3 separate regions of the Danio rerio genome follow, and all the other regions are linked to region 3. The links are chromatin contacts, called in public Hi-C and HiCAR-type maps. All regions are on one chromosome and are shown on one strand. The core of a region is the stretch at or near the end of the contact, and the rest is flanking DNA. Distances in the headings are between cores, read along the strand shown. Region 1 holds the start of gramd2ab (GRAM domain containing 2Ab). Region 2 overlaps znf609a (zinc finger protein 609a). Region 3 holds the start of si:ch211-284k5.2.

What was found. Hi-C and Micro-C count contacts between places; a contact is called where the count stands out from the background. HiCAR-type assays count read pairs that join an accessible place to other places.
Region 1: a contact with region 3 is called in a HiCAR-type map of caudal fin, with 6 times the contacts expected there. The contact joins the promoter of gramd2ab here to the promoter of si:ch211-284k5.2 in region 3. A contact is called at or near these places in 5 of 18 Hi-C or Micro-C datasets (caudal fin and embryo) and 1 of 4 datasets of contacts at active chromatin or transcription factors (caudal fin).
Region 2: a Hi-C map of hematopoietic stem cells shows a contact between it and region 3, with 5 times the contacts expected there. The contact joins the enhancer-like site here to the promoter of si:ch211-284k5.2 in region 3. A contact is called at or near these places in 7 of 18 Hi-C or Micro-C datasets (caudal fin, embryo, hematopoietic stem cells and 1 more) and 1 of 4 datasets of contacts at active chromatin or transcription factors (caudal fin).

What each region holds. Positions count from the first base shown.
Region 1 is chr25:1,233,809-1,237,462 of GRCz12tu, reverse strand. gramd2ab (GRAM domain containing 2Ab) reads left to right here and starts at 1,925. Exons shown (of 12, transcript XM_073942620.1): 1 at 1,925-2,105. It also overlaps a transcript of twf1a not described here.
Region 2 is chr25:1,267,152-1,270,524 of GRCz12tu, reverse strand. All of the region lies in intron 3 of znf609a (zinc finger protein 609a), which reads left to right. It also overlaps a transcript of twf1a not described here. Among named protein-coding and RNA genes, the nearest start is that of gramd2ab, 33 kb to the right of the region's middle. Within about 2 kb of position 1,769, at least 20 of the 62 cell types and tissues checked have an H3K27ac peak or open chromatin away from gene starts, as enhancers often do.
Region 3 is chr25:1,460,279-1,463,742 of GRCz12tu, reverse strand. It overlaps si:ch211-284k5.2, which reads right to left and starts at 1,684. Exons shown (of 5, transcript XM_005174216.4): 1 at 1,059-1,684; 2 at 377-457. The coding sequence starts at 1,151.

The DNA of each region.
Region 1 (3,654 bases), core at 676-3,175, 230 kb after region 3:
AAACGTGTGACTAACCCTTCAGGGTGTCACACTTTCCCCAAGAAAATAATTGCTCCAGTTATGATTTTTTTTTTCACACTTAAGGACACTTTTTAAACACTTTTGGTGTCAAAATTGTCTAAAAAAGTGGACAATGAACATAAACATATTTTGGGTGGCTCAACTGGCTACCCCACATGGGAGCCACATGTGTTTTTCTGTTGGATTGTCCTGCCCACACTGTCCCACAGTAAACCCACACTTACCCACATAGGGTCCACACTGTGATCATATGTGATCAAGATTATATATAAAACTATAATTTCTGGATGATTTTCTCTCAGCAGCAAGGCAGTTTTTGTCCTTCACACTATTTTGACAAAAATGAAAATGATTTATTGTACCTTTTATATGCAAGCTAAATAAAATTTAACTTATTTACCCACGAAATACAAGTTGGGGCCCCAAAGGGCAAAATCCATTGGGCCCCACATGGGCTGACCCATTGGGGCCCACATGGGTTTTTCTTTGGGCAAGCCCACTGTGGGCTTGCCCACAGAAACCCCATGTGGGTCCCAAAGGGGAAAATATTTTAGGGGCCTGCATGGGCTACCCCACATGGGGCCCACATGTGTTTTTCTGTGGGATTGTCTTGCCCACACTGTCCCACAGTAAACCCACACTTACCCACAGTGGGCCCACACTGGCATGTTTGCTGGGTAGAGATGGTTGTGCGTGAAAATCCCAGTAGATCAGCAGTTTCTGAAATACTCAGAGAAGCCCGTCCGGTAGCAACAACCATGCCACGTTCAAAGTCACTTAAATCCCCTTTCTTCCCCATTCTGATGCTCGCTTTGAACTGCAGCAGATCCTCTTGATCATGTCTACATGCCTAAATGCAGTGAGCTGCTGCCATCTGATTGACATTTGCGTCGGCGAGCAGCTGGACAGTTGTACCTAATAAAATGGCCTGTACGTGTATTACCTACATTTACTGGCTAATGCAAATGGTTTACTCATTTTTACACAGTGATGGAGGAACATCACCCATATATGAGAAGCTAATAGAAGGATGAGAGCAATCTCTGTGCAGTTCTGTTGACCTTCATTTACAGCTGATGTGAAAGGGCAGAACGGAAGTGGGGAGTACAGTTACACAAGGCCTTCGCAGGTACATCCGTCCACGTGCTTTATAAAGCTCTGCAGCGGTAAAGTGCTGAAGGGATACAGCTGCGGACACTCACATCAATATAATTTGTATGACACTATACATCAATAATTAATATTTTTACATTACTGTGAGGGTTGGGTTTAGTGTAAGAATTGGGTATGCGTTCATAAAATACAATTTAAGGGGTAATTTAATAAATAATATGTATAATAACTGTTTTTATATTACTGTGAGGGTCGAGGATAGAGTTGGAGTAGGGGAAGGCGTTAATAAAATACAATTAAATAGCTAATTTAATAAATAATGTGAACAATTATCGGTATAATTACTGTTTTTTGCATTGTTGTGAAGATTGGTTAAGGTATACGTTAATAAAATACAATTTAATGGGCTATTTATTAAATAATATAAACAGTTCTCGACATGAAAACTGTTTTTACATTACTATGAGGGTTGGATTAGGGAACCCTAGGGGTAGACGTTAATAAAATACAATATAATCGTTAATGTATTTATTAATATAAATAGTACTCGGTATAATTAATGTTTTTACATTACTGTGATGGTTTGATGTAGGATAAGAGAAGGATTGATGTTAATAAAATACATTTAACGAATAATTTAATAAATAATATAAATAATTCTCGTTAACTTCCGGCCGCAGCTGTATCCCTTCTCTGCAGCAGCAGCAGCAACGGTGAAGGGGCGGAGCCTAACACATGTTACGCCCCTCTGCTACACCACGGCGGAGCAACAAGTCGCAACCGGTCCGCTGAATTTCCCGTTGAACGGTGATGATCAGCTCTCGTGCCCTTGAGGAGCAGCAACTCTCGGGTTTTATGATCATTTATGATGCTAATTTGCGATAATCCGATGTGAATGTACTAGCGGACCTGATGGAGAACCGCATCAGCTGTGTTTGCTGTGAAATGACGGACTGGAGATCAGTTTGAAGGTAAGAAACGCGATGTACAGTAATGTCCGCGTCCATATACTGTATTTCAGCACACCGCACTGCTGTTTACACTCATATTATTGCATATTTAGCAGTAGAAAGAGGATGTTTTAGTGGATATACGAGCACTAGAGTCCGTGTTGTTCATTTAGTATTGAAACTCTTTGCCACGTTTGCAGTGTTTTCATCTAAAAGCAACACAATTCTGATGTTTACATCAATACTGAAGCTTGACATTCTTTATTAAACCACATACAGACATTATTTAATACTAAACACACGATAACTGCTTATGATGCTATTAGTAGATATTTAACTAACATTATTTGGCAGAACTTGTGTAATATACATATAATTCTTATAATATATGAGATATTTTAAGGTTTTATTTGTTTTTTTATTTCTAATCTGTAATCTAATGCCATTTAGCAGTATTTTATGTCTGTAAAATTATGCATTTTAAGGTAAATCCATTAGGAAAGTGCTGTTGTGATACCATTGTTGTAAATATAGTCGTATTTGTGTCAAATATGTAGTGTCTGCATCGAGTTACATCTACAAAAGTGATTATATGTGCATAGATGGCATACAGCATGCCATAAAGTGTCTATAGTAATGTTTCAGTAAACATAAAAGGTCTAAAATGGGTGAAATGTTGCTTCATTGTCATCAAGCATAACAGATAAATAAAACAAGTCAATTAGATATTCTGAGATATTTAGAAGTGGACAGATGTTCTGGATGATGTTTTAGTGGATATACGAGCACTAGAGTCCGTGTTGTTCGTTTAGTATTGAGACTCTTTGCCACGTTTGCAGTGTTTTCATCTAAAAGCAACACAATTCTGATGTTTACATCAATACTGAAGCTTGACATTCTTTATTAAACATCATGCAGACATAATTTAATGCTAAAACACACGATAATTGCCTATATGATGCTATTATTATAATTATTACACATTTAACTAACTTTATTTGGGAGAATTTGTATGATATACGTAAAATTCGTAAAAAAAAAAAGAGATATTCCTAAGATTTAATTAGTTTTTTACTTCTAAACTGTACACTAATGTCATTCAGCAGTGTTTTGTGTTTATGAAATTGTGTATTTTAAGGTATATCCCTTTGGAAAGTGCTGTTGTGATACCATTGTTGCAATATAGTCATATTTGGGTCAAATATGTAGTGTCTGCATCGAGTCACATCTACAAAAGTGATTATATGTGCATAGATAAAGTGTCTATAGTAATGTTTCAGTGAACATAAAAGGTCTAAAATGGGTGAAATGTTGCTTCATTGTCATCAAGCATAACAGATAAATAAAACAAGTAAATATCCTTATTCTGACATATGTAGGACTGGATAGATGTTCTGTATGATGTTTTAGTGGATATACGAGCACTAGAGTCCGTGTTGTTCGTTTATTAGCAAAACTCTTAGCTACTTTTGCAGTGTTTTCATCTAAAAGCAACACAATTCTGATGTTTACATCAATACTGAAGCTTGACATTCATTATTAAACCACATACAGACATTATTTAATGCTA
Region 2 (3,373 bases), core at 520-3,019, 190 kb after region 3:
CTATCTATCTGTCCATCTATCCATCTGTCCATCCATCCATCTGTCTATCTATCTATCTATCTATCTATCTATCTATCTATCTATCTATCTATCTATCTATCTATCTATCTATCTATCTATCTGTCCATTCATCCATCCATCCATCTGTCCATCTATCCGTCTGTCCATCTATCTATCTGTCCATCCATCCATCCATCCATCCATTCATCTGTCCATTCGTCTGTCCATCTATCCATCTGTCCATCTATCTATCTGTCTATCTATCCATCCATCCCTCCATCCATCCATTCGTCTGTCCATCTATCCATCTGTCCATCCATCCATCTGTCTATCTATCTATCTATCTATCTGTCCATTCATCCATCCATCCATCCATCTGTCCATCCATCCGTCTGTCCATCCATCTGTCTATCTATCTGTCCATCCATCCGTCCGTCCATTCATTCATCCATCCATCCATCCGTCTGTCTGTCTCTCTGTCTATCTATCTTATCCATCCATCCGTCTATCTATCTTACCATCCATCCATCCATCCATCCATTCGTCTGTCCATCTATCCATCTGTCCATCCATCCATCTATCTATCTATCTATCTATCTATCTATCTATCTATCTATCTATCTATCTATCTATCTATCTATCTATCTATCTATCTATCTATCTGTCCATTCATCCATCCATCCATCTGTCCATCTATCCGTCTGTCTATCTGTCTATCTATCTATCTATCTATCTATCTATCTATCTATCTATCTATCTATCTGTCCATTCGTCCATCCATCCGTCTGTCCATCCATCTATCTATCTGTCCATCCATCCGTCCGTCCATTCATTCATCCATCCATCCATCCGTCTGTCTGTCTCTCTGTCTATCTATCTTATCCATCCATCCATCTATCTATCTAACTATACATCTGTCCATCGATCCGCATAGTAATCGGGGATGGGGGTGATACGTCCCCGTCACTTTTAGAGACTGAACAATAAGAAACAGGTGATTAATTATTATATGAATGTAAACATTTGGATCTCATACATCTAACCCCACCCCCACCCCCCAGTGTCTGTCTATCCCTCTATCTGTCCATCCATCCATAGGAGATCAGTTGATGATAGTAGACTCTCTCTCTCTCTCTCTCTCTCTCTCTCTCTCTCTCTCTCTCTCTCTCTCTCTCTCTCTCTCTCTCTCTCTCTCTCTCTCTCTCTCTCTCTCTCTCTCTTCCTCTCTCTCTCTCTCTCTCTCTCTCTCTCTCTCTCTCTCTCTCTCTCTCTCTCTCTCTCTCTCTCTCTCTAAAGCAGGAAACTCTCAGTGCAAGAGTGCAAATGTCAGTTCAAAGCTGAAGACTGGAGCTCCAGTTTCAACAAGAGACTCACTGACATACAGAGGTCACTCACAGGGAATGTCACACACACACACAGATATATATATGTATATGCACACCCAAACACACACACACACACAGCTGTAGTGTGGCCGACTGTCAGAGTGTGTTTAATGAGAGTGTGTGTGAGTGAAGCAGCTCCAGCTCCGTGTTTCTCTCTGAACTCTGAGCCATCACTAATAACGGCGCACGCTTTGAACAATCACACGGAGACTGGCAGCGTCTTTAACTTCCCCGTTCACCTTTCCCCCCGCCGGTGGTCCCGTTTCAACAACAGCTGATGTCATGCTAATCGCTAGCAGATGTACAACTCCTCTATATATTGTTATTCTCCTTCAGTCTCCTGCAAGTTTCCCGTTCACAGACCGGATTGGAGGATGGAGAATTCTCCCGCTTGTGTCATTGAGATGGAATGGGTTCCGTTGCCGTGGCGGCGCGCGGTTGCCAGTTGTCAAGGAAACGCAGCGTGAAGGGCAGAACTAAACACTCGGAGGGGTTTGTGTCGCGTCGACTGCCGTGTGAAATGTTTATTGCCTGGCAGCTTTTGATAAGCTGTTTTAGAGGCAGGCGATTGATGCCCCGTCGAGAACAAACTGATCTGTGTGTGTGTGTGTGTGTGTGTGTGTGTGTGTGTGTGTGTGTGTCACTGAGAGACGCACTCAAACACACCACACATCAGTGTATAATATGACAAGGTCAGATGCTTGTGTGTGTGTGTGTTCTGGTTTAGCTATACTTGTGAGGGCTCAATTGTCCTGGCTTACATAGTAAAATATGAAAACCGGCCACTAATGAGGACGTCACACCGGTCCTCACCGATTACAAGCGCTTATTAATCACACAGAATTCATATTAGAATGGAATATTTGGCAGGAACTTAATTGTGGTGATGTGGTGAACTATCCATCCATCTATCTATCTATCTATCTATCCATCCGTCCGTCCGTCCGTCCGTCTATTTATCTGTCTATCTGTCCAACTGTCTGTCCGTCTATCTATCTATCTGTCTGTCCATCCAACCATCCATCCATCCATCTGTCTGTCCGTCCATCCATCCGTTCATCCATCCATCCATCCATCCATCCATCCATCCGTTCATCCATCCATCCATCCATCCATCCATCTGTCTATCTATCTATCTATCTATCTATCTATCTATCTATCTATCTATCTATCTATCCATCCATCCATCCATCCATCCGTCTCTCCATCCATCCATACATCCATCCATCCATCTATCTATCTATCTATCTATCTGTCTATCTATCTATCTATCTATCTATCTATCTATCTATCTATCTATCTATCTATCTATCTATCTATCTATCTATCTATCTATCTATCTATCTATCTATCTATCTATCCAACTGTCCATCTGTCTGTCCGTCTGTCCGTCTGTCTGTCTGTCTATCCGTTCGTCCATCCATCCACCTGTCTATCTATCTATATATCTATCCATCCATCCATCCATCTGTCTCTCCGTCCATCCATACATCTGTCTATCCATCCATCCTTCCATCTATCCAACTGTCCATCTGTCTGTCCATCTGTCTCTCCGTCCATCCATCCATCCATTTATCTATCTATCTATCTATCTATCTATCTATCTATCTATCTATCTATCTATCTATCTATCTATCTATCTATCTATCTATCTATCTATCTATCTATCTGTCTGTCTGTCTGTCTGTCTGTCTGTCTGTCTGTCTGTCTGTCTGTCTGTCTGTCTGTCTGTCTGTCTGTCTGTCTGTCTGTCTACCCAACTGTCCATCTGTCTGTCCATTCGTCCATCCATCCATCCGTCCATCCCACTCTCTGTCCATCCATCCATCCATCTATCCATCTACACAAGTCATATATTAAACAGTGGAGCAGCGTGTCCTCTGCTGTGACACTGTAATCACACTAAAAACTTTCATAATTAGTCGAAGGACCCTCTTTAATCTTAGAAATTTTCAACAAATGTAACTTTTCTGGAATCACTATAGAAG
Region 3 (3,464 bases), core at 435-2,934:
TGAATGGGTGAGTGACTGACTGAATGAGTGAGTGACTGAATGAATGACTGTCTTGAATGAGGTATTGACTGAATGACTAAAGGGATGACTGAATGAATTAATAAATGACTAAATGAATGAGTGACTGAATGAATTAATAAATGACTAAATGAATGACTGAATAAGTGACTGAATTAATGAGTGAGTGACTGAATAAATAACCGAATGAACGACTGAATGTGTGAATGACAAAAGAAATTACTGACTGAATGAATGACTGAATGTTTAACTGAATAAATGAATGAATGACTAGCTGAATAAATGAATGGCTGACTAAAGGAATGACTAGCTGAATGAATGAATGAATGAATGAATGAATGAATGAATGAATGTTCACCTGCACTTTCTTCAGTTTGTGCTGAACATGAGCAGGTGTTTGGATGCCTTTAGTGTCCACAACAGGTGAGGCTTCTTTCACCTTAGAAAAACAAACACAGACACCTTCATCACTTCAACTCTAAATACAGAATTGCGCTAATACTTTTGCAGTCTTCACTGATCCAGACACTTCAAATTCCCCATAACACAGCATAAAAATTAGGGTTAAAGACCAAGTTATTGCCCTCCTGTGAAATATTAATTTTAATTCAAGTATTTCCCAAGGGCTGTTTAATATTGCTCACAGCATTACATGTTTGTTTCTGGAGAAATTCTGCAGTTTGGCTGCAATATATATGAAAACATATTTTAAAAATGTAAAAACTCTGTGGTCAAAATTATTTGCCTCCTTATTGAATGACAGTGCTTTGTTCTGTTGTTGGAAAAAGAACATTTTGTTAACTTGCCTAAATTACCTAGTTAAGCCTTTAAATTGCACTTTGCGAAATATTTCAAAACCATTAATTTCTCACGAGGGCTAATACGTTTGTATCAACTGTATATTTAAAAGTAAACATTATTGACAATACATTTAGTAACCTCATTTCTCATTTCAATTGAACTTAATGTTTTAAAACTAGACAAAAATACTTCATGAAGCTCGTTTTAAACAGTATTTTGGATAATAGTTTGGCCCAGACCTTGTTTCTGTGCTCCTGGTATTGTGTTTGGTCCCATTTCTGCTGCAGGAATTTGTTGGTCGCGGGTTTGAGCGGCTGGTAAGACTTGTACATCTCAAATAAACCAATAATAATCAAATAAACGGATCCTTCTGCTGCTGCTTTCTGTTTATTCAGCCTCCAGTTCCGCTCACTGACGCTGATTGGGCGATATTAAATATTAAAAGAGTTGTGGGTCATCCTTAGTAACCACGCTCGGCAACATTAACAGCATTATTTACACACGTATGTTGTTTACAGAGCAGCATGATAAAAGTATTTCTGAAACGTATACTGCAGCCGTTTTATGAATAAATATAGCTAATAAAAATATTATGTTATTGTAAAGTTTTAAAATATGTAAGTGTTGTATTTGTGATTATTTCGGGTAATATATATACATTTTTTGTAAATGAGGTAAGCGAGACACTTTTCGCGGGCTTTACTGCAAACCGGAAAATGTTTTTCATTAATTAAGATGCACAATTTAGACGTGGACGACCTAATTTAAAATATCTTAAAAGCATCTTAAATTCCCTTTATTCACTTCACAACTTCATTTAACATGTTCGAACTAATAAACGTGTACAGTCAAAGCTTCACAAACTTTGGGTTTCCGATTTTTGGGAATTTTGGGTTTCCGCTGTTTTGAAATGCAGGGCTTGCCTTTAAATAACAGAGAATTTAACTGAATGTGAAAAATTGATATATGTAACTGATATTGGATGCACTGGTGGTGAAAATGAATGTAAAAACATGATATCATTACTCGTATTAACTATTCAATTATGCATTAAATTGTGTTTTATTAACCTCTACCCCAAAACTCAGATAAATGAAAAATATTAATCATTGCTGTACAATAATTTATTAATTATTGTGTAACAAAAATGATGCTATGTGACTTTACCGTGTTTCCGGTCCTCACCGCAAGATGGCGACACTCCCTCATTCAAGCCTTTCCTCATTACAGCACCGCTTCGCCATCAAAATAAACACATAAATCGACACAAAGCGTGAAAACAGACCCAAAAAGAGGAGAATCTGGGGTATTTATGCTACATTATGTTCTGGTTTATTTATTTGTTCATACAGTTTCATGAAGTATTAGGCAGTGCGGACTGTTTGAGAGCAATCACGTTAAGTGTGTAACCTGTTGATGCTGAACAGTCAAATAATGTCACGTGTTTTTCATTATTCAGCTTCATTCAGTACAATATAGTAGTGTTCAAGTGTTTAAACGGGCTTTTTATTAATTGTTTTGAAGCACGTTGCAAAGTATTTTGTATTTGTCTTCCTTATTTAGATTAGCATTATCTAAAAAGTATGTATGCAAAGGTATATTTTTGCCCTCTTATAAGATTATGGCTAAGGAAGGCAACAGTACACTTATTAAATCTAAAAAATATTGTAGTTTTGACATGAAATCGAATGTTTTCATTGCAGTGTGTCTGTGTGTATGCAAATTTGAGCATTATAATATTAATTTTAGCAATATTATCATCACAAATCCCTGACTGTGTTCTGTGTTGAGTTTCTGTTGAGTGTCTCGGGTGTTTTTAGATCACTGACTTAAAAACTTTGCTTATGGATTTTGGAACAGGACCTTTTTTTTCCAGGCTCTTTGTTTTTTTCTTGCCATAAAATCAATTGTTAGGTCCCTCTGACTGATGTGTGTGTGTGTGTGTGTGTGTGTGTGCGTGTGTGTGTGTGTGTGTGTGTGTGTGTGTGTCTGTGTGTGTGTCTGTGTGTGTTTGTGTGTGTGTGTTTGTGTGTGTGCTTGTGAATGAGCTTTCTCCTGAGAACAGAGAATTGGTCACCCACAACACCATAACAACCACAGTGAATCCGTAGGAGCAATCACCCACAACCCCATGAAGACCACAGTAAACCTACATGGACACCCTAGTAACCACGCAAAACACCATAAGATCCACAGTGAACCCATAGGAACACCCTAGCAACCTCCTGCAACACCATAACCACAGTGAACCCACTGGAACACCCTAGCAACCAACAACACTATAACAAGCACAGGGAACCCACAGGAACACCCTAGCGACCACCTACAACACCATAACCACAGTGAACCCACAGGAACAGCCTAACAACCAACCACAGCACCATAACAAGCATGGTGAACCCACTGGAACACCCTAGCAACCAACAACACCATAACAGCCACAATGACCCCACAAGAACACCCTAGCGACCACCTACAACACCATAACCACAGTAAACCCACAGGAACAGCCTAGCAACCAACCACAGCACCATAACAAGCACAGTGAACCCACTGGAACACCCTAGCAACCAACAACACCATAACAACCACAGTGAACCCACAGGAACACCCTAGCAACCAACCACTGCACCAAAACTAGCACA